Linked DNA regions of Mus musculus: all the other regions are linked to region 1. Evidence: chromatin contacts called from public promoter capture Hi-C data. All regions are on one chromosome and are shown on one strand. Each heading gives the region's core, a stretch centred on a gene start, on an enhancer-like site or on the middle of the called end of the contact. The rest is flanking DNA. Distances are from core to core; before and after follow the strand shown.

Evidence for each region. Promoter capture Hi-C pulls out the DNA fragments that hold promoters and counts their contacts. Capture Hi-C pulls out chosen DNA fragments and counts their contacts.
Region 2: a promoter capture Hi-C map of liver shows a contact between it and region 1, with 7 times the contacts expected there. The contact joins the promoter of 9430065F17Rik here to the promoter of Zfp712 in region 1. A contact is called at or near these places in 6 of 39 promoter capture datasets (cranial neural crest, erythroid cells, frontonasal cranial neural crest and 3 more), 3 of 484 Hi-C or Micro-C datasets (CD4 T cells, forebrain and uterus), 3 of 115 datasets of contacts at active chromatin or transcription factors (astrocytes, bone marrow-derived macrophages and embryonic stem cells) and 2 of 9 other capture datasets (adipose tissue and liver).
Region 3: a promoter capture Hi-C map of liver shows a contact between it and region 1, with 4 times the contacts expected there. The contact joins the promoter of Zfp87 here to the promoter of Zfp712 in region 1. A contact is called at or near these places in 19 of 39 promoter capture datasets (the 3T3-L1 cell line, 3T3-L1-derived adipocytes, the C10 cell line and 14 more), 3 of 484 Hi-C or Micro-C datasets (the HPC-7 cell line, cerebral cortex and muscle stem cells), 7 of 115 datasets of contacts at active chromatin or transcription factors (the 230-238 cell line, bone marrow-derived macrophages, embryonic stem cells and 3 more) and 2 of 9 other capture datasets (adipose tissue and liver).
Region 4: a promoter capture Hi-C map of liver shows a contact between it and region 1, with 5 times the contacts expected there. The contact joins the promoter of Zfp874b here to the promoter of Zfp712 in region 1. A contact is called at or near these places in 16 of 39 promoter capture datasets (the 3T3-L1 cell line, the C10 cell line, the HPC-7 cell line and 10 more), 3 of 484 Hi-C or Micro-C datasets (cardiomyocytes, embryonic fibroblasts and uterus), 2 of 115 datasets of contacts at active chromatin or transcription factors (bone marrow-derived macrophages and embryonic stem cells) and 3 of 9 other capture datasets (adipose tissue, liver and pancreatic islet).
Region 5: a promoter capture Hi-C map of second pharyngeal arch cranial neural crest shows a contact between it and region 1. The contact joins the promoter of Zfp874a here to the promoter of Zfp712 in region 1. A contact is called at or near these places in 13 of 39 promoter capture datasets (the 3T3-L1 cell line, cranial neural crest, embryonic stem cells and 9 more), 4 of 484 Hi-C or Micro-C datasets (LSK cells, cerebral cortex and embryonic stem cells), 2 of 115 datasets of contacts at active chromatin or transcription factors (astrocytes and bone marrow-derived macrophages) and 4 of 9 other capture datasets (adipose tissue, liver, macrophages and 1 more).
Region 6: a contact with region 1 is called in a promoter capture Hi-C map of pre-B cells. The contact joins the promoter of Zfp459 here to the promoter of Zfp712 in region 1. A contact is called at or near these places in 4 of 39 promoter capture datasets (the C10 cell line, cranial neural crest, neutrophils and 1 more) and 1 of 9 other capture datasets (liver).
Region 7: a contact with region 1 is called in a promoter capture Hi-C map of pre-B cells. The contact joins the promoter of Zfp429 here to the promoter of Zfp712 in region 1. A contact is called at or near these places in 3 of 39 promoter capture datasets (erythroid cells, frontonasal cranial neural crest and pre-B cells).

Annotation. Positions count from the first base shown.
Region 1 is chr13:67,059,872-67,062,445 of GRCm38.p6, reverse strand. Zfp712 (zinc finger protein 712) reads left to right here and starts at 1,276. Exons shown (of 4, transcript NM_001166218.1): 1 at 1,276-1,383. The coding sequence starts at 1,378.
Region 2 is chr13:67,551,910-67,554,483 of GRCm38.p6, reverse strand. It overlaps 9430065F17Rik (RIKEN cDNA 9430065F17 gene), which reads right to left and starts at 1,282. Exons shown (of 5, transcript NR_131100.1): 1 at 1,231-1,282; 2 at 855-910. It overlaps Zfp748 (zinc finger protein 748), which reads left to right and starts at 1,332. Exons shown (of 4, transcript NM_001035231.3): 1 at 1,332-1,453. The coding sequence starts at 1,448.
Region 3 is chr13:67,524,946-67,527,519 of GRCm38.p6, reverse strand. Zfp87 (zinc finger protein 87) reads left to right here and starts at 1,289. Exons shown (of 4, transcript NM_133228.3): 1 at 1,289-1,443. The coding sequence starts at 1,438.
Region 4 is chr13:67,482,955-67,485,528 of GRCm38.p6, reverse strand. Zfp874b (zinc finger protein 874b) reads left to right here and starts at 1,276. Exons shown (of 4, transcript NM_001076791.2): 1 at 1,276-1,388. The coding sequence starts at 1,383.
Region 5 is chr13:67,450,331-67,452,904 of GRCm38.p6, reverse strand. It overlaps Zfp874a (zinc finger protein 874a), which reads left to right and starts at 1,281. Exons shown (of 4, transcript NM_177712.4): 1 at 1,281-1,393. The coding sequence starts at 1,388.
Region 6 is chr13:67,420,119-67,422,692 of GRCm38.p6, reverse strand. It overlaps Zfp459 (zinc finger protein 459), which reads left to right and starts at 1,275. Exons shown (of 4, transcript NM_177811.4): 1 at 1,275-1,351. It overlaps Gm33787 (a long non-coding RNA gene), which reads right to left and starts at 1,250. Exons shown (of 2, transcript XR_382593.2): 1 at 1,194-1,250.
Region 7 is chr13:67,398,496-67,401,069 of GRCm38.p6, reverse strand. It overlaps Zfp429 (zinc finger protein 429), which reads left to right and starts at 1,303. Exons shown (of 4, transcript NM_001080941.1): 1 at 1,303-1,374. The coding sequence starts at 1,339.

The DNA.
Region 1 (2,574 bases), core at 27-2,526:
CTCTGTGCATAGCCCATTGCCCCACAATTGAATTCTAGAACAGTTTGAGTTTGAGATTTAGCAATGCCCTGTCATTGAGTTAGCAAAGACATTTTAAGATTAACTGCTTTGTGTGTCTGTGTTTTTTATCCAAAGATCCAGTATTCTCTAGGTGAGGGGCTGATAGCACTGCCTGTTCCCAGAGCTTAGGTGGGGTAGCAAAAGGTACATGTAACACTTTAGTATGCAAGTTTACTCAAAGCATATACATTCTGTGATCTCATTTTCTGAATCTGTTTTGTTTTTGAGTGGGGAGTCATGTATACCAAACATGTTTCAAACTTTCTATATGTCTATAGGTGACCTCGGACTCCTATTCCTATCTCCAGTAACCAACATCTGGGATTTTCAACATGTAAAACCACACTTGCTTCTATACAATCATCTTTAGTTTGAAGTTCCAGTTATTTGGACCAACACTTTTTCACATGTTCATTGTCTGTTTTCATTTCTCATTTTAAGAATTGTCTTCTCAAAATATTAGCTCATTTTTTTAATCCATGTTTGCCTTGTGATGTGAAACATTTTGGGGTGGGTGAGATAGCTCAGAGGTTAAGAGCACTAGCTGCTCTTCCGAGGGTCCTGAGTTCAAATACCAGCAACCACATGGTGGCTTACAACCATCCATAATGAGACCTGACTCCCTCTTCTGGTGTGTTTGAGGACAGCTACAGTGTACTTACATATAATAATAAATCTTTTTTAAAAACAAAACAAAAACAAACAAACAAACACAGCTGGGCAGTGGTGGCGCACACCTTTAATCCCAGCACTTGGGAGGCAGAGGCAGGAGGATTTCTGAGTTAGAGGCCAGCCTGGTTTGTAGAGTGAGTTCCAGGACAGCCAGAGCTATACAGAGAAACCCTGTCTGGAAAAACAAACCAAACCAAAGCAAAGCAAAACAAAAACAAAAACGAAACATTTTGTAGGAAGCAGGTTGAGTTTTAAAATCACAATATATGGACCCAAAGTATCCAGTACACATAATAAACAATGCTGTCAAAGGTTCAACCCATACTCATTTTGAAAATTTAAACGCGGTACCCTGACTCCCCGTGGCTATCCACCTTCAGAAGTGGCTTGTTTCTACCCATTCTCTTTGGCAAACAGCCTGACAGTAACTTGGGAACGTTTCAAATCACCTACCACGGCTTTGTGAAACTCGCTCGCAGAGAATTGTGGGAAATGTAGTCTCGTCCGCGGCGACGTCACAAACAGGGACTCTGGGAAGGGCGCTTCCGTGTTTCTTCTGCGCCTGTGTGTGTCTCCCTCTCTGGCGGTCTTCTCCAAAGTTGGGCCAGTGTCGGGTCCTGTGCGCGCTCTGGTAGCATCTCTGGCATGGAGGTTGGTCCCAGGATGTAGCGCAGCCAGAGGGACGTTGCGGGGTGGGCGGGTCCGCCTTGGAGGGAGGCGGGAAGAAGTTGAATGGGAGGTACTGTGGTGACCTAGGCTTGTCCATTCCGGTGCTGGTTAACGCTGGAGGAGGGATGGAGCTGGGAGTGGCCTCTCTTTTAAGGTGCCGTTGCCCTGTTCTGTCCTGCACTTCTGGGGCAGGAGAGCTGGCTCGGTAGCCTAGGAATGGAGAAGGGTGCCTGGCAGGGTGCATCTGCTGTCAGCTTGTGCCTGAGGTGTGGAAGCATGCCCTTAGCTGACACTGTCTCGATGGCTTCTGTTATCCGGAATTTAATAGATGTATATACAATGCAGTCCGATCAAATCCACCCCTACTGTCCCCTACTTCAACAGTACCAGGTATCTCCCAAAATGCTCCACTCCCAATTTCCTGTCCTGGTGGTTTTGTTTTTGTTTTATAACCCACTGAGTCCACTTAGTATTGCTCTAGTGTGCATACCTGTGTGTATGGGGCGGGGAAGGGAGGGCGCACAGGACATCCCCTAGAACGTGGACGCTCACTGGCCACACCTCCAAGCAAAATAAACAAACAAACAAACAAACAAAACGAATCTCTTTTTCAGTGGTCATGAATTCCAACCGATCCTTAGCTAAGGGTGGGGCCTTGTGAACCCCTCCCCTTTCCCTGTTGAAGTTTTGACTGACGTTATTTGTGTGTTATGCTGGTAACCATAGCTACCTTTTCCCCCTTCCTATTGCCATCCTTTTGTGTTTGTATTGGGATTTTGAGTCAGTTTCTTGTGTAGTCCAGGCTGCCCTGAAGTGTTCTGTGTAGCTGATAGTGACGTTAACTTCCGTTCCTCCTGACTTCTCCTCCTCTTTACTCCTCTGTGCCCTAGGAAGATGGCCATCTGTCACTTTGTTCTTTCCTTTGTGACTTGCCCCTTAAACCTTCTCTATTCTTTCAGATGACTATTAAGCCATAACTTATTGGTTAAGACAGGATCTAATTACTAATTTGCTTAGGAAATGGCAGAATTTCACTGGGTATATAAACAACATATGAGATGTAGAAAAGAAATTTGGAGATGCTCATATATTTATTTTAATTTATAAATATCAGTGAAGGATGCTTTGCTAAATATTGATCAAGACACCATGCCATGTTCCATTTATAGTGAG
Region 2 (2,574 bases), core at 33-2,532, 490 kb before region 1:
GTCAGTGCTCTTAACCGCTGAGCCATCTCTCCAACCACCCTCCCCAACCAGTTATTAAAACTCCTTCTTAAACATTTCAGGGAAGAATAAAAAAGGACACAAGTAAGTTTCTTTCTTTCTTTCTTTCTTTCTTTCTTTCTTTCTTTCTTTTTTTTTTTTTTTTTTTTTTTTTTTTTTTTTTTTTTTTTGGTTTTTCGAGACAGGGTTTCTCTGTATAGCCCTGGCTGTCCTGGAACTCACTGTGTAGACCAGGCTGGCCTCCAACTCAGAAATCTGTCTGCCTTTGCCTCCCAAGTGCTGGGATAAAAGGCATGCGCCACCACTGCCCGGCAGGACACAAGTTTCTTATTAAAAAAAAAAAAAAAAAAAAAAGACTTTCCTTCTCAGCTGAGATTTAGCTTCCTTGTGAACCACTGTCCGTCACGAGTCCAGACTCTTCTTTCTAAAAAGGTTTGTTCTTTGGTCTTTGGCATGACCAGTACAGCACTAGATATTTACGAGGAGATAGGAGGTCCCAATGGTGCCAATCTATCTTTATTCATTCATTCATTATTTCTATGTTCCCAGTTAGATTCTCTGAGTTCTTTACAAGTGAATTCTAGAGAGCTGGGCTTTTAATTTTGTTCTATAATTTTAAATCATATCTGTGCACCTTGACCTGTGCACTACACTGTATGGATTCCAATGTTCACACTAAGACTTTTTTTCCAGCTGTGGCAAACTGGTTATTTTATTTAACTACAGGACGAGATTGTCTATTGTAGTGGTGTATTTATAACTAAAGCCTTCTTCATCCCAGGCAAGCAGGGACTTTACCCCTAAGATGCTCAGTAACCCTTTTTTGTAGTTTGTACCTTTTGCCCAGGTTATCCTTGGATTTGGCATCCTTCTGTCTTAAGCTCCTGAGCATCTGCGAAGACACGGAGTGACAAATAGGCTGATTGTAAAATCATCTTAACAGAAAGTGGTCATTTCCATACAATTTTTTGCTGATTTATTTTAAAGTTAAATTGAGTCAACGTGAATTTTACATATGGAATAAACCTCATAATAAGTAGACTTTGAGTTTTAAATCAGTACAGATTGACCAGAAATAATCAGCAAACATTAGAGTCAAAGGCTCGACTCACATTCAAACATCTCCGGTAGTGAACCCGGGATTTTAAAAGCAGCCCGACTCCCTATGGCTGTCCCAGTGCAAAAAATGCTCGCGTTCCCATCCATCCTCACCTGCAGAGGTGAAGAAACACAGGAAACACACACGTCACCAGCCTGTTTTCCTGGCGCCTCGTCGCACAGACTTGTGGGAAGTGTAGTCTTCCGTTGGATCGCTTCACAAGGAGCCATTGTGGAAACGGCACTTCCGCATTGCGACTGCACTAGTGCATTTTCTCTCAAAGTTGGGCGATTCTCTGGTCCTGCTCCGCGCTCGGCTTGCATCGCTGACATGGAGGTTGGTCCAGGGTGTCGCGTACCGCTGCAGGTCGGAGGGACCGAGGGCGGGTCCGGCCCGGAGGCGGCGGAGGAGGGGTGGCCCGGAGGCGGGAAGAACAGACTTGGTGGAGCCCTGCTGACCTAGGCTGGGCCACAGCGTCTGGAAGCCTGCTGGGGCCGGGGAGAGGGCATGCGGTTGGTGCTGGAAGTGAACGCTCTTGTGAGCTCAGAGTAGCTGCCTGGGTCTCTTATAGAGGCTGTATTGGTAAGAAAGGAATTGGGAATATGAAAATCCAGGATTGCTCGGACAGGCGGGTCTGCTCGTAACCTGTACCTGGAAGTGGTGGTGGTGGACTCATACATCTCAGATTGGCTATGGACCCACGCCTTCCCCGCGCTTGTCAGTTTTCTCAGGACACCTAGACCAAGTGGAGATCTGGCCCCTCCTGTACTTTATAGCCGGCCTAATACTTTTAGTTTGTATTGATAGAAGTTCATAGAGTTACTAGTTTCCAAGGACGGAGAGTTTTGCGAGAGAGATTGATGCATGGGATGTTAATCCCATTTTCATTGGAACAGAGATTTATGGACTGCCGTTTTAAATAGGAATACTTAATGATCACTGCTGTGACCTGAATCCTCAGACTAACACCCCCATGCAGAGCTAGAATGATCCCCTAAAGGAAAAGATTCTAGCTTTGCAAAACAAGAAATTACTGATCCTGCACTGTACTGGAGAAGAATAACTCATCCAATTCCATTGGGAATTATGATGCCATTAGTTTGTGGGAGATGAGTTGGCTAGAGGCTACAAGGGTGTCTAGGGATTGACTGTAAGGGGACAGAGGTGCTTGAGTTTCTCTGGGAAAGAGAAATAGTCCTGCCTACCTGACCGGATGCTTACAGTGCTCTCTGATCGATCCCATGGTTTTCTCCCGTCGTTGTCCACTGCATACTGTGTCTAAAACTGTCACTAGTTGTGGGATCTGTGTTCCACGAGTGCCCTTAAACAGTTCGTCCGGAACCGTTTCTCCCAAGTTTTTATACTGGGTCAAAAGAGTAAGAGATGACTTTAAGAGCTATGGTTCACTCGGGATCCTGTAGTTTTTTCACAGTGGGCTGCTCACATAGTCTTTTGTT
Region 3 (2,574 bases), core at 40-2,539, 470 kb before region 1:
TGCTGCAGGAGGACACAGCACAGAAACCAGCTGTCTGTGTAGCATACTTGTCTAGGGCTAGAGGGAAGATGGGAGCTTCTGGCCAGGGGGGTGGGGGGTGGGAGCAAAAAATGCAGAGACAAACTGTGCACAACACTAAAGTATCTCTCTAGTATCAGCAATTCGGAGGTTACAACACATGCTTAATCACTGCAAGGAGAACTAAGTAGGAAAAGAGAAGTTGAGTTCTCCACAGTGATAAAAATACCATGGATAGTGGTAGCACATGCCTTTAATCCCCGCACTTGGGAAGCAGAATCAGGGGGATCTTTGAGTCCAATGCAAGCCTGGTCTACAGAGCAAGATACCCCATGCCTAATGCAGAGAGAAATTCTACAATGGATGATGGACCAGAAGTCCGTACAATGCTAAGAACTGTGCCCTCCTTGGGAGAGAAGCAGAAGAGATACTCACAGGCTCAGAGACCACCTGCTGTTAAACACTTCTCTGTTTGTGGTGAACCAGGGAGACGTGGGTGATGTTCTGGTATAGTTCTCATAAAATTAAAGTTCTTATGCAGATTAATGAATGAAAGTGTAAGCAAGGGACAAATGGAGAGATCAAGGATCCACCAATGGATTCTGGAAAGTCTTCACATGTAAATGTGAGGGTAGTACTTATAACCTCGTTCAGAGATTTTTTTTTTTTAACGTCTATGTCTCTGACCTACCTCCTTCACTGTATGGATTCCAGTGCTCACAGGAAAGTGTTTTTGTTTGTTTTCCCAGCTGTGGAGTCTAATGCATGTATGCTCACAGGCTTGTCAGCACACATGGAAAAATGGAGTATGTACAAGTTGAGCATTAAATTAAGTCTTCCTTCATTCTAGGCACGTAGTCTACCCCCTTTGCTAGTTTTGTACTTTGTATTTTGAGACAAGGTCTCTGTAAAGTGCCTAGAACGCTTTGGATTTGTAATCCTTTCATTTTAAACACCGAAGTTGATGTCAAAAAGCATCTCTAAGTAATAGCACTCACTCCACTTTAGCCTCTTGTTTCCTTATTTTAAAGTACAATTAAATGATTGTCAACTTTTGGTGCAGGTTCCAATTTTATAATTAGTAGACGAGTTTTTAAACTACAGTTTGACCAGATACAACTAATAACCCCTCCTATCAAAGCCTCAACGGATGTTCTAGCACGTCCGTTTTACAACCGGAACTTTTAAAGCAGCCTGACTGTGGGCTTTTGTCCCAGTGCTGACACCTCTCCTTTCTTTCCACCCTCCTCCGCTGTCAGTAGGGAGAACACAGAACTCTGGGAAATGTAGTCGTGCCCTCTGTGACGTCACAAGCAGCCGCTCTGCGAACCGCACTTCCGCATCCCGTCTGCAGACGTTTGTCTTCCCCTAAGTTAGCGGTGCTGTGTCCTGCTCCTCGCTCTCGATCGGATCTCTGACATGGAGGTTGGTCCAGGGAGCAGTGCAGCCTGAGGGAATGTGCAGGGGAGTGGTCCAGCTTGGAGGGAGCGGAGCCGAGGTGGACCAGAGGCAGGGAGAAGCCGAGTTGGTGATGCTGTGCTGCTGACCTAAGCTGGGCCAACTGAGCCTGGATGCAAATCTGGGTGGGGAGAGCAGTATGGGGGTGGCGCTGTGAGTGAAAGCTTTGTTAGGACGCGGCTGTATACGCTTCTGGGGTGGGAGAGCTGGCTCTGTAGCACAGAAATGTGGAATGGTGGAAGGTTCAGTATTGCCCCCCCGCAGGGTGGGCCGGCCCTCTCCTTGCGCCAGAGGTGTAAATGGGAGCCCACATTCCTGCTTGCCTTAGGAAGTCTGTTGGCTGTGATCACTTGGCCACTTGACTGTGGTCAGATTTCTCAGAACTTCTAGATCGAGTGGAGATCTGGCACCTCCTATTTATGGCCAGCCTAATATTCTTGGTTTGAGTTAATAGCTGCTCCTCGTTTCCAGGGACAGAGTTCTGCTAAGGAGGTTGGTGTATAGGATGTTAGTACCATTCTCTTTGGAATAAATTGTTAGGTTTTTTTTGGTGTGTTGTTTTGAATGAGAATATTTCATGGCCACCTCCGTGATCTATATCTTCACACTTAACACTCACATGTAGAGACAGTCTAATGTTCTAAAGGAGAAGGCTTATTCAGGATATTATTGATCCTACATTGTAGAGTAAAATACTAGAAAATACCGTATCCACTTATGTCAGAGATTGTGTAATGTCAGAAGCTTGGACTCCTTTTCTGAAACAAATGAGGGGGTGATGGGAGCAGAGAGATGGCCTGGAGATTATTAGTGACTTCGGGGAAAGGACTTGAGTGTCCCTGGGGAGGAGAAGTGACCTTGAATACCTAACAGTGTTTACGTTGCTCTTCAATTGTGAGCTTCTCTTCTATCTCTGGACACTGCACATCTAAACCTCCCTTAACAACTACTCTATCACTGCCCCGACTGTGGCACTCAGGTTCCCTGTTGCTCCCTGAACATTTGCCAGTTTATCCACGTCAGAAAGATTGAAAGGTGAATTTGAAGAGCTTTTGCTCAGTTAGGGTCCCTTGCCCATAATAGACTCCTTGGCCTGTC
Region 4 (2,574 bases), core at 27-2,526, 420 kb before region 1:
CTCCTGGTCACGTGGTTCAGCTCCATCTTAGCTGCTGCTTCCTCCTCTCCTGTCATCTCTCCCTCCCCATCTCTCGCTCTCCAAGATCTCCTCTCTCACCTTTCCTCTCCACGGCCCAATCACAGGCTTTTGCTTTTATTGACCAGTAAATGGGGAGAAGATTCACAGGAGAGCACCTGAGTACTTGATCCACCACTCTCCCGGGGGCCACCCCTCTTGAGGATGCAGAATTAACATGAAAATTCAAACAACATCAGGACAACCCACAACACTTACATAAGCTAAAGGTTGAAAATATGGACAAAGGATCTGCGATGGATCTGGGCGATCTTTACTGATAAACAACAGAGAGGAGGACTTTAAAATTGTTCGATACTCCGGAGGCAGAGGCAGGCAGATTTCTGAGTTTGAGGCCAGCCTGGTCTACAAAGTGAGTTCCAGGACAGCCAGGTCTAAACAGAGAAACCCTGTCTCGAAAAATCTAAATAAATAAATAAAATTGTTCGATGATTTAGTCTGTTTCTCTTGACTAACCTCCGACACGAATGGATTCCAATATTCACATGAAAACGATTTCCTGCAGTGGCTTGTGATCTGTGTACGGCTTGTAGTTGATTTCTAGAAGAGCCATTGCACAGGGCATCCAGAGTGATGGCGCTTAAGCCTTGTGGTGATCTCCTGTAAATAATCCGTGATTGTTACCTAAAATCCATGGCATTGTCTTCTTTGGGAATATCAAAAGCTTAGCATAACCTCAGTTATAAAACAATCCTGGTAAACCCGACACATTGGCTGTCAGTCCATCAGAAGCTGATTCCCCGGCGGCTTTTGCTAAAGCTTATCACATCCTGGAGTGTCTCTATCTCTTACCATCTTGGTAACTCAGTACACTGACAAATATTCACACAGGGTGTCAATACAGGAGAACGCGGCTCACTTAAGTATGTGCAGTACTGGGTATTAAGCCAAAGCCTTGAGGCAGTTTCCTCAAATAGCTGTAAATTTCACCGGAAATGAAGAAATTAAGAACTTTGCCAAGAAAATCCTCTGCCCCTTTAAGCTGGACCACAGAAACTGAGGAATGCACTCGGCTCGTTAGAACTGGGCTCAGTTCGTGGCCTCCATGCTTCTTAACTAGGCGACACTAACTAGGTGACAGACATCAATGCAGAAATCCAGGACCATTTTGTAGTACAACTCACTCTCCTAAGACTCCTGCAACGCCATCGCACAGACTTGTGGGAAATGTAGTCTGTAGCACGGTGACGTCACAGATCGGTACTTTGGTAAACAAGAGTTCAGCTTTTGGTAAGCATGTGCGGCTCTTATCCAAAGCTGGGCCAGACTCTGGTCCTGCTGTGCTCTCCCGTTGGATCTCTGACATGGAGGTTGGTCCAGGGTTCAGTCACCCCAGGGTCTGTGCGGGGTGCATAGGTCCGGAGGGAACAGGGACCGGGTGGAATGGAAGCTGGGAGGAGCTGATTTGGAGGAGCTTTCTGGACAGGGCTGGTGAGAGGGCGCTGCGGGGGTTAGTGGGACTGACCTCTGTTTAGACCGACAGAATTCAAGGAATGGAGAAGCTTGTAAGTTCAAGGATTGCCTAGGCAATGTTGGCTGGGTGAAGGTCTTTGCCTGGTCATGGTGATTCTGGGCGTTCACTTTCCAGCTTTCTGGTGGAAGTATTAGCTGGGTCACTCTCACGTGGATGTTACTGGATCGCTCAGTATGTTTAGATAAGAGGAGATCTGGTCCTTTCTGTACTTTATGGCTGTCTGTTACGGAGTTCAGGACCACTGAGAAAGATCACCAAATAAAACTAGGAATTAAAAGGTAAAAAACAAACCAACGAAACAAAACTGCTTTATTTAGAGCCACAATCTCCTTTGCCAGTTTGAGAACTGCTGCAAAAGGGTAGACAGGGGTTGGAATTCTTTAAGTCACAAAACACAGTTGTCTCAACTTGGGATGGTCTGCTTCATAAGGCATTATATTTTTTGTTTGTTTTCTGAGCAAGCACAGCTAAGAGAGATTAAAAAAAGCAGAATGCATGTCCGGTTACTATTGTTTGCTGTTTGTTTTTGTTGCTGTGTTGTACAACGCTCAGTTGGAAATGGAGCTAGTCTTTAATTCATCGCACATGCAGTTATTCTTGTCTTGCTTTGAGGTGACAGAACTTGCTAGGTTCCAGGGTCAGAGTCCTGAAGGGAGCATTGGTGTACGTGATATTTATCCCACTTTCTTTGAAATGAATTGTGGATTTAAAGAAGATTCACTTGGAATAGGAATCCCTCATGGAGGCTGTTCAGTTCCTCACTTGAAAGTAGCTTGACACCCATGTTTGCTAAAAGGATATTGAGCTGTTTCTCTTTTTTTTTTTTTTTTTTTTTTTGGTTTTTTCGAGACAGGGTTTCTCTGTATAGCCCTGGCTGTCCTGGAGCTCACTTTGTAGACCAGGCTGGCCTCGAACTCAGAAATCCGCCTGCCTCTGCCTCCCGAGTGCTGGGATTAAAGCCGTGCGCCACCACGCCCGGCTTGAGCTGTTTCTCAATGGAGGATTAATTAAAATCTTCCTAA
Region 5 (2,574 bases), core at 32-2,531, 390 kb before region 1:
GCCTCTGATGGGCTGCCTTGGGCTGTATGGTTGCGAACCTGTGGTTCTGTATGCTTCAGGAGTCTCAGGTTTGATGAAGGTGGGCAGATATGTGGCAGGAGAATGGAGGACCTCTCGGATGGCGGGCTGCTCCAGCAGCTTGGCTTGCCCCAGAGGACTCAGATAGCAGGGAAGAAGGGTTGGGGAAGGGAACCTTACCTGTGGTTCAGGAGTCTGATGGAGGTGAAGGAGAGGTGGCAGGAGAGTGGAGGTTCCCTGGGTAGTAGGCTGCTCAGAGCAGCTTGGTTTGGCCCAGAAGGGATTCTGTTATTTCCAAGGAAAACTGCCAATATAACATACTATTTCCCTCTCTCCTCCTCCTTTTTTTTTGGGACAGTCCCAGTACAGGCCTCTGGCTCTCCTAGAACTAGAGTTTCTCCTGTCTCTGCCTCCCAAGTGATTGAAGGCATATCCATAACATCTGGCAAGTTCCTTTTGTCTATTTTTCTATTTTTTTTTTGCAAGCTTAAGTAACATTTTATAATATGTAGAATGAAGATTAAAATAAACATATTGATGAGCAACAACTTGTAAACTTAACAAACAAAACATGGAAAGGCTTGATTCACAAATATCTTCTGTGATGAATCTGGATATTTCTGGTTTTGTTGTTCTTTGTTTTGTTTTGAGACAGGGTTTCACTGTGTAGCCCTGGCAGGCCAGGGACTCACTGTAAACAAGGCAGCCTGGAACTCAGAGGTGCCTGAATTTGCTTGCAGTGAGCTGGGATTAAAGACACCGCAGGCTGTGAATCTTGAATGTCAAAAGCAGCCTGAGTCCCTGCTTTTGCTCTTTGTCCTCTGTGAGGAAACTTTATTGTGTGCCGGGCACCCGCTCTTAAATTACTAAAAGATAAGTTCCTGGCAACTTCCCTCCTCCAGAAAATTGTAAAACTCTTTTGAAATGATTAACGCATGGTCTGGTTTCTGCAAACTAGCTTATTGCCACTTAACTGGCAGTGAGGTGGTTCCTCAAATAGCTGTAAACTCCACGGAAATTAAGGAATTAAGAACTTTACAGTGAAAATCCGGAAAAGCGGCACCTTACATAAACATTCGGCTCGTTAGAACTGGACACAGTTCATGGTCTCCTTGTTTCCTAAGTAGGTGACACTACATTGCAGACACACATCAATGTAGAAATCCAGGACCTTTAAATAATACAACTCACTCTCCTAGGACTCCTGCAACGCCATCGCACAGACTTGTGGGAAATGTAGTCTGCAGCACGGTGACGTCACAGGTCTGCACTTTTAGTAAACAGTTCATCTTTTAGTAAGCATGTGCGGCTCTTATCCAAAGCTGGGCCAGACTCTGGTCCTGCTGTGCTCTCCCGTTGGATCTCTGACATGGAGGTTGGTCCAGGGTTCAGTCATCCCAGGGTCTGTGCGGGGTGCATAGTTCCGGAAGGAACAGGGACCGGATGGAATGGGAGCTGGGAAGAGCTGATTTGGAGGAGCTTTCTGGACAGGGCTGGTGAGAGGGCGCTGCGGGGGTTGGTGGGACTGACCCCTGCGTTAGACTGACAGAAATCAAGGAATGGAGAAGCTTGTAAGTTCAAGGATTGCCTGGGCAGTGTTGGCTGGGTGAAGGTCTTTGCCTGGGCATGGTGATTCTGGGCGTACACTTTCCAGCTTTCTGGTGGAAGCATTAGCTGGGTCACTCTCACGTGGATATTACTGGATCTGTCAGTAAGTTTAGTTAAGAGGAGATCTGGTCCTTTCTGTACTTTATGGCTGTCTGTCACGGAGTTCAAGACCACTGAAAAAAACTCCGAACAAAACTAGGAATTATGAGATAAAACCAGCCGGGCGGTGCTGGCGCACGCCTTTAATCCCAGAACTTGGGAAGCAGAGGCAGGCGGATTTCTGAGTTCGTGGCCAGCCTGATCTACAAAGTGAGTTCCAGGACGGCCAGGGCTACACAGAAAAACCCTGTCTCGAAAAACAAAACACAAAAACACACAGAGAAAGAGAGAGAGAGAGAGGGAGAGGGGGAGGGGGAGGGGGAGAGGGAGAGGAGAGAAGAGAGGAGAGAGAACCAAACAAAAAACAACCCAAACTGCTTTATTTAGAGCCACAATCTCCTTTGCCAGTTTGAGAACTGCTGCAAAAGGGAAGATAGGGGTTGGAATTTTTAAAGGCACACACCACAAGTATCTCAACTCTGGGGATTTTCTGCTATGTGGGTTTTTTTTTTTTTCTTTTTTTGGTTTTTTGTTTGCTGTTTGTTTTTGTTGCTGTGTTGTACAACAGCTTAGTTGGAAATGGAGCTAGCTTTTAACTATCACACATGCAATAACTCTTGTCTTGCTTTGAGGTGACAGAAATTGCTAGGTTCCAGGGTCAGAGTTTTGCGTACTGGAGATTGAGGTGTGTGATGTTTCCTCCACTTACCTGGAAATGAATTGTGAATTTACAGATGGTTCACTTGGATTAGGAATCTCTCGTGGAAAGTGTTTAATTCCTCACTTGAAATGACACAGATGTTTTCTGAAAGGATATTGAGCTGTTTCTCAGTGGAGGATGAACTAAAA
Region 6 (2,574 bases), core at 26-2,525, 360 kb before region 1:
AGCAAGGTCAAGTTCTGGCTCAGCCAGCTTCAGGCTGAGGGAAGGTTATAGTTTTCTACCCAGAGATCCAGGCACCTCTCAAAATCTGTCAGAAAATATGAATTGTGTGGTAGATGGAGAATAACACACAAGCTCACATTTCCTGAAAGTGCAAGGAATATACCCTGTGGATGCACTGACCTAAGTGGGACACCGACATCACACCCCTAGTGCCAAACCTCAAGGATCCATGAGGGAGAAGTGATAGCCACAAGATAGTCAGAGCCAGGTATAGTGATGTCTACAGTGAAACAGCATTGGCCAGATATGTCACTGCCATTGCCTGCATGAACCCACTGTGGTTAATAAGTATGTGGACATCTGTAGAAGCTAAAACCAATCATAAAGCATGCATGGATGAGTGAGAGCCTTGTTATAACACACCCTGACTGGAGCAGCTATTGGCTATTGATCGCTTCTGTGCCTTTGTAAGTCTGCTGCTTTGCAATAAAGTTGAGCCTGGATCAGAACTTTTGTTTTGGCGGTTCCCAGACTCTCATTCAAGGTACCTACTTTGACTGATAGTCGGACTACACCAAACTGCTTTACCACGTATCTGTCTAAGTTTTGTTTTGTATTTACGTTTTCCTCTTATTTAGAAAGAAGGTGTACTTAAATTGTCCATTACAGCCTTGGATCCATTTGTCAGTAACCTCTGAGAAGCTAGGAGCGTAATCAGGCACACCAAGGCTGAGTTGAAAATCCCTTTTTAAAAGATAATTTTCATCTCTACATCAGCGTAGTGCTTCATTATTTTTTTAAAGTACAACTGAGTCAACATGATGTTTTTCCGGGGGTAGTAAGATTAAAATCAGAACACGTGGACCAGAAAGGACTTGTAAGCCTAATATTTCTGTGAAAGGCTCTACTCACATCCATACACCTCTTGTTGTGGCTGTGGAGTTGAAAACTGTAAAGAACACATGGCCTCAGAAGGCATTCTTCCCGATGCTGTAAACTGCACCGCGAGTGCAGCCTCTGTGCAGGCGGGCAGGGGCAGCTTACAGCATCGGGGAAAATGCCTTCTGAGGCCATGTATTCTTTACAAAAACCATCCTGACTCCCCGTGGTTGTCATAGGAACTCTGCATTTTCCTTCCACACTCTACTGCAGGTTTCCAAGAAGAAATCCAGGAACAGTAGAAGTTGCCCTACCTGGACTCCAGGAAGTTCTTCTCGCAATCCAGTACCCACGTGACTCCGACGTCACAAGCAAATCCCACCCGGCTTTTGGTCAACACTCGTCAATCTTCCCGAAAGTTGGACTGGAGTCCTGTGATGCTGAAGATTCCTGTAGCATCTCTGACTTAGAGGTTGGTCGGGGGAGCAGCGTAGCTTGGGGAGCTGGGTTCCGTCTCAGAGGGAGCGGACCTAGGCTAGGTGGGAGGGCGGAAGAAGCTGCATGGACTTGCCGCGCTGAACGGGCTGGGACAGGTGAGGTTGCAGGGCAGGGTAGGGGACTGGGTGTTTGGGATTGTGAAGGATTCTTTGGAACACTGCGTGCAGCCCGAGTCTACACCGGAGCAGGTAGGTAGCGGGGGAGTGGATAATAGTGCAAGTGCAAGAATTGCAAGCTAATAGTGGTAAGCTGACTACCTGCTCCTGTAATACCTGCTCTGCTGGGAAGCACACTAACCTGGTGCCCCATTCTCACCTGGCTGCTGTGAGATTCCTCAGTAAATGGGTTTTCTGGTTCCTCCGGCACTCCGTAGCCGGCCTATTGTAATGGTTTTGATTATATTCATTTTCTCTGCCATTTAAAGAATTAAGAATGATTTAAATACATATATATGATTTGCAACCGGTGGCATGTTGGGAAATTCTGTAACACAGAAGGGAGATCTGCCAGAAGGACCCGCTATAGAGAAGCTTTGACTAGGGCTGAGACAGCACACATAGTCAACACATGGAGGGAAAGACTACAAAGCAGAGTGCCAACCAGGGAGGCTGAAGCCTGTTTCACCTTGCGGGCTGCTTTTCTCAAACCTTTGAAAAGTCCCCCATCCCTAATTTAGGGTTGAGTAATTTGGGGGTGGTGGTGGTGGTAAGACAGGATGTTTGGTTAGCCCACAATGCTTGCCTCACCACGTCTTCATCTGGGCTAAATTGTTGAGCTAGTCCATGATCAGGGGGAAAATCTCACGTGGCCTTGTTTTAGGGGGCCAGGCTTTTGTGTCAGGTCAGCAGGGTGAGGAAGAGCTCACAGACCTGTGTGTATTCACGTGATTTAGAGAAAACAGGCCTGTGATCAAAAGAAGCTTGAGCCTTCTGTGAGGCACATTCCTGTTATCTCTGCATTTGTGAGGGGGAGGGGCAGGACCCTCTGGACATCCCCTGCTTGATAGCAAATTCAAGGCCAATGTAAGCTGCCTCAATCTGTGTCAGAAAACATTTAATCATGCTTGATGGACGTGAGAAATACTCTCTATGATTCATTCCATGTCTTCCAGTGAGAGCCGTGGAAAACCCCTGCAATCAACACTTTGGTGTCTTACAAAGTACACATGCTTCCCTTCTGCCGACCCAATCCATGTGG
Region 7 (2,574 bases), core at 54-2,553, 340 kb before region 1:
TAGTGAGAGTGCAGAGACTGGTTCCATTCGGTTGAGGTCATTATGGGAATTAATCTGTAAGGTTCCAGTGTTTATTTCAGCACCCATAGTCTATGCTTCTGTACTCTTAGAGGCTACTTTGGGTCTGTGTTCCACAGTGGAGTAGACTCCACTGCAGCTGATGTTTTAGTACCTGCCTTTAGTTCACAGGATCTAAGGAATGGCCAAGGCATTGACTCCATGTGATCCCCTGGCTGTTTTGTGAGCAGTCCCATGTACACTGATTTCTGAGGGCTCTCAGAAAGAAATCCTAGTTGCAGGTGAGGGTGGATACCAATTTAAAATGTTTGTGCTCTGTATACTCTTGTTTCTACAGTACAACTCAAAGCCTTTGCATTTATGTCTCAACTACATACAACAAGTTGGAGAAATGACTGGATGTGTGACCTGCTTTTATTACAGACACCTTTCTACCAACAGATCAACAGTAGTAGTCTCTGTTGGACATAGGTAGCCTGTTAGCTGGTTTTAATCAATGCCTCCTTGGGCTGCTTGTTGATCTCCTTTCCAATGTCTGAGAGTCTGGGGCATTAACTCGGGACAAGAGATTTAGAGGAATGTTAGATAGACACTTGCTTGGGTGTGGCTTGGGAATGTCAAATTTTATCTTCAGAGTCAACCTCCTTGGCCTGCTCAAACAGCATGTGTTCCTGTATATGTAATATTAGCAATGCCCTGGAGGAATTATTTCTATATATTCGAAAAGTAGAAACACAAACAACAGTATACAAGTTTGTTGGGGCAGAAACCAAGCCAGCTTTGTACCGCAAGTCCATTTGTCAAAAGTTACTGAGGAGCTAGGAGCATAGTCAGGCACACCAAGGTTGGTTTCAAACATCCTTTTATAAAGTTACGTTTCCTTCCCACGTAGGTTAGTGTATTGCTTTGTTATTTTAACGAACTACTAAGTCAACGTTTTTTGTTTTTTTGTTTTTTTCAAGAAGTAGTAATATTAAACTTACAACTAGAAATGACTTGTAAGCCATATGTTTCTGTCAAAGGCTCGACTCATATCCGTACATCTCCGATGTGGTTCTGGGGTCCGAAACCAAATGGGGTCGCATTACCCATAGCTTTTCTGCAGAAAAGGCTTCCTCCTTCAACCTTCTACTTTGTGTTACCATCCACGTACCTCTCCAAACAGTAGAAGTCACCCACCCTGGGTTCTGGGATTTCCTTCGCACAGACTTCTGGGAGATGTAGTCCGCACCGCTGTGACCACTGGGAGCCTTCCAGGAAATCCCCTTCTGACTTCAGGTTTGTACTTGTGCCTCTTCCTCAAAGTTGGGCGGAAATCCTATGCGGCTATCTATTCCAGTTGTCTCTGACAAGAAGGTTGGTCCAGTCAGCAGCGTTGCTTGGGGCTCTGTGCGGGGTCTGTGTCAGGGAGGTTGGTTCAAGGAAGCAGCATAGACTGGGGTGGGTGCCAGAGCAGGGCTCTGTCTTGGAGGGAGCGCTTCTGGGCTGGGTGGGAGGGCGGAAGCAGCTGCCAGGACTTGCTGTGCTGAACTGGCTGGGACCGCTGAGGCTGCAGTTTTGGAGTGAGGGGACTGGCCTTTTGGGATTGTGTCCTGAGTGAAGGTTTCCTTTAGAACACCGAGAGCAGCCCGAGTCTGCCTTGGTTCTCTGGTACACTGGAGCAGCTTGGTAGTGGGGGACTAGATTGCAAACTAATGGTGATGAGCTGACTACCTGCTCCTGAGAGAGTGCCAGAGCCCACAGACCTGCATTGCTGGAAACGCGCATTCCTGGCTGCCCCCATCTCACCTGGATGCTGCCAGAGTCCTTTGTGTCTTTAGAGTAAAAGGGTTTCTGGTCCCCGTGTACTCTGTAGCCAGCTTATAGCAATGGCCTTGAGGTCTGACTGTGTTCACTTTTCTCTGCCAGTAAAGAATTAAGAGAGGAAAAATCCGAGGTACTACAGGTGTCGTTTAGGGGAATTCTGGGACACTGCCAACAGATCTGCCTGAATGCACTGAAAATCTTGGACTAGGGTTGAAGAAACGCATGGAGTGGATACACTGGCAGGAATGTCTACAAGGCAGAGTGGGATCGAGACGAGCTCACATCATGTTTCACCTTGAGGGCTGTATTTTCTAAACTTTTGAAAGGACCTCCATCCCTACTTTACAGTTGAGAGTTTTAAAAAAAGAGATAATGTCCGCTTGGCCCACAATGGTTCCGGTCAACATGACATTATCAGGGCTTGGACTTGTTGAAGAAGTTTATGAACATTGTGTATATTTCTGCCAGTGTTTCTGTTATCTTGTAGCTTTGCTGCCCATGGTAATATGAGGTATAAAAGGGCGGTGAATAATAAACTTGAGGCTGCTGTGGTATTGACCAGCAGTCCTCCCAAGTCTATTTCTTGGCTCTGCATCTTTTTTCGGCCTCTCCTGTCTTTAATCCTCACTCCACACTCAGAGACTCTTTGACACTTGGCACAACCTAGGAGTTGCTGCTTCATGATCTGTGTTGTATGTATTTTAAGCACTGTGTAGTATAGACAGGCTGGTAGGGAATGGGGAGTCTGTA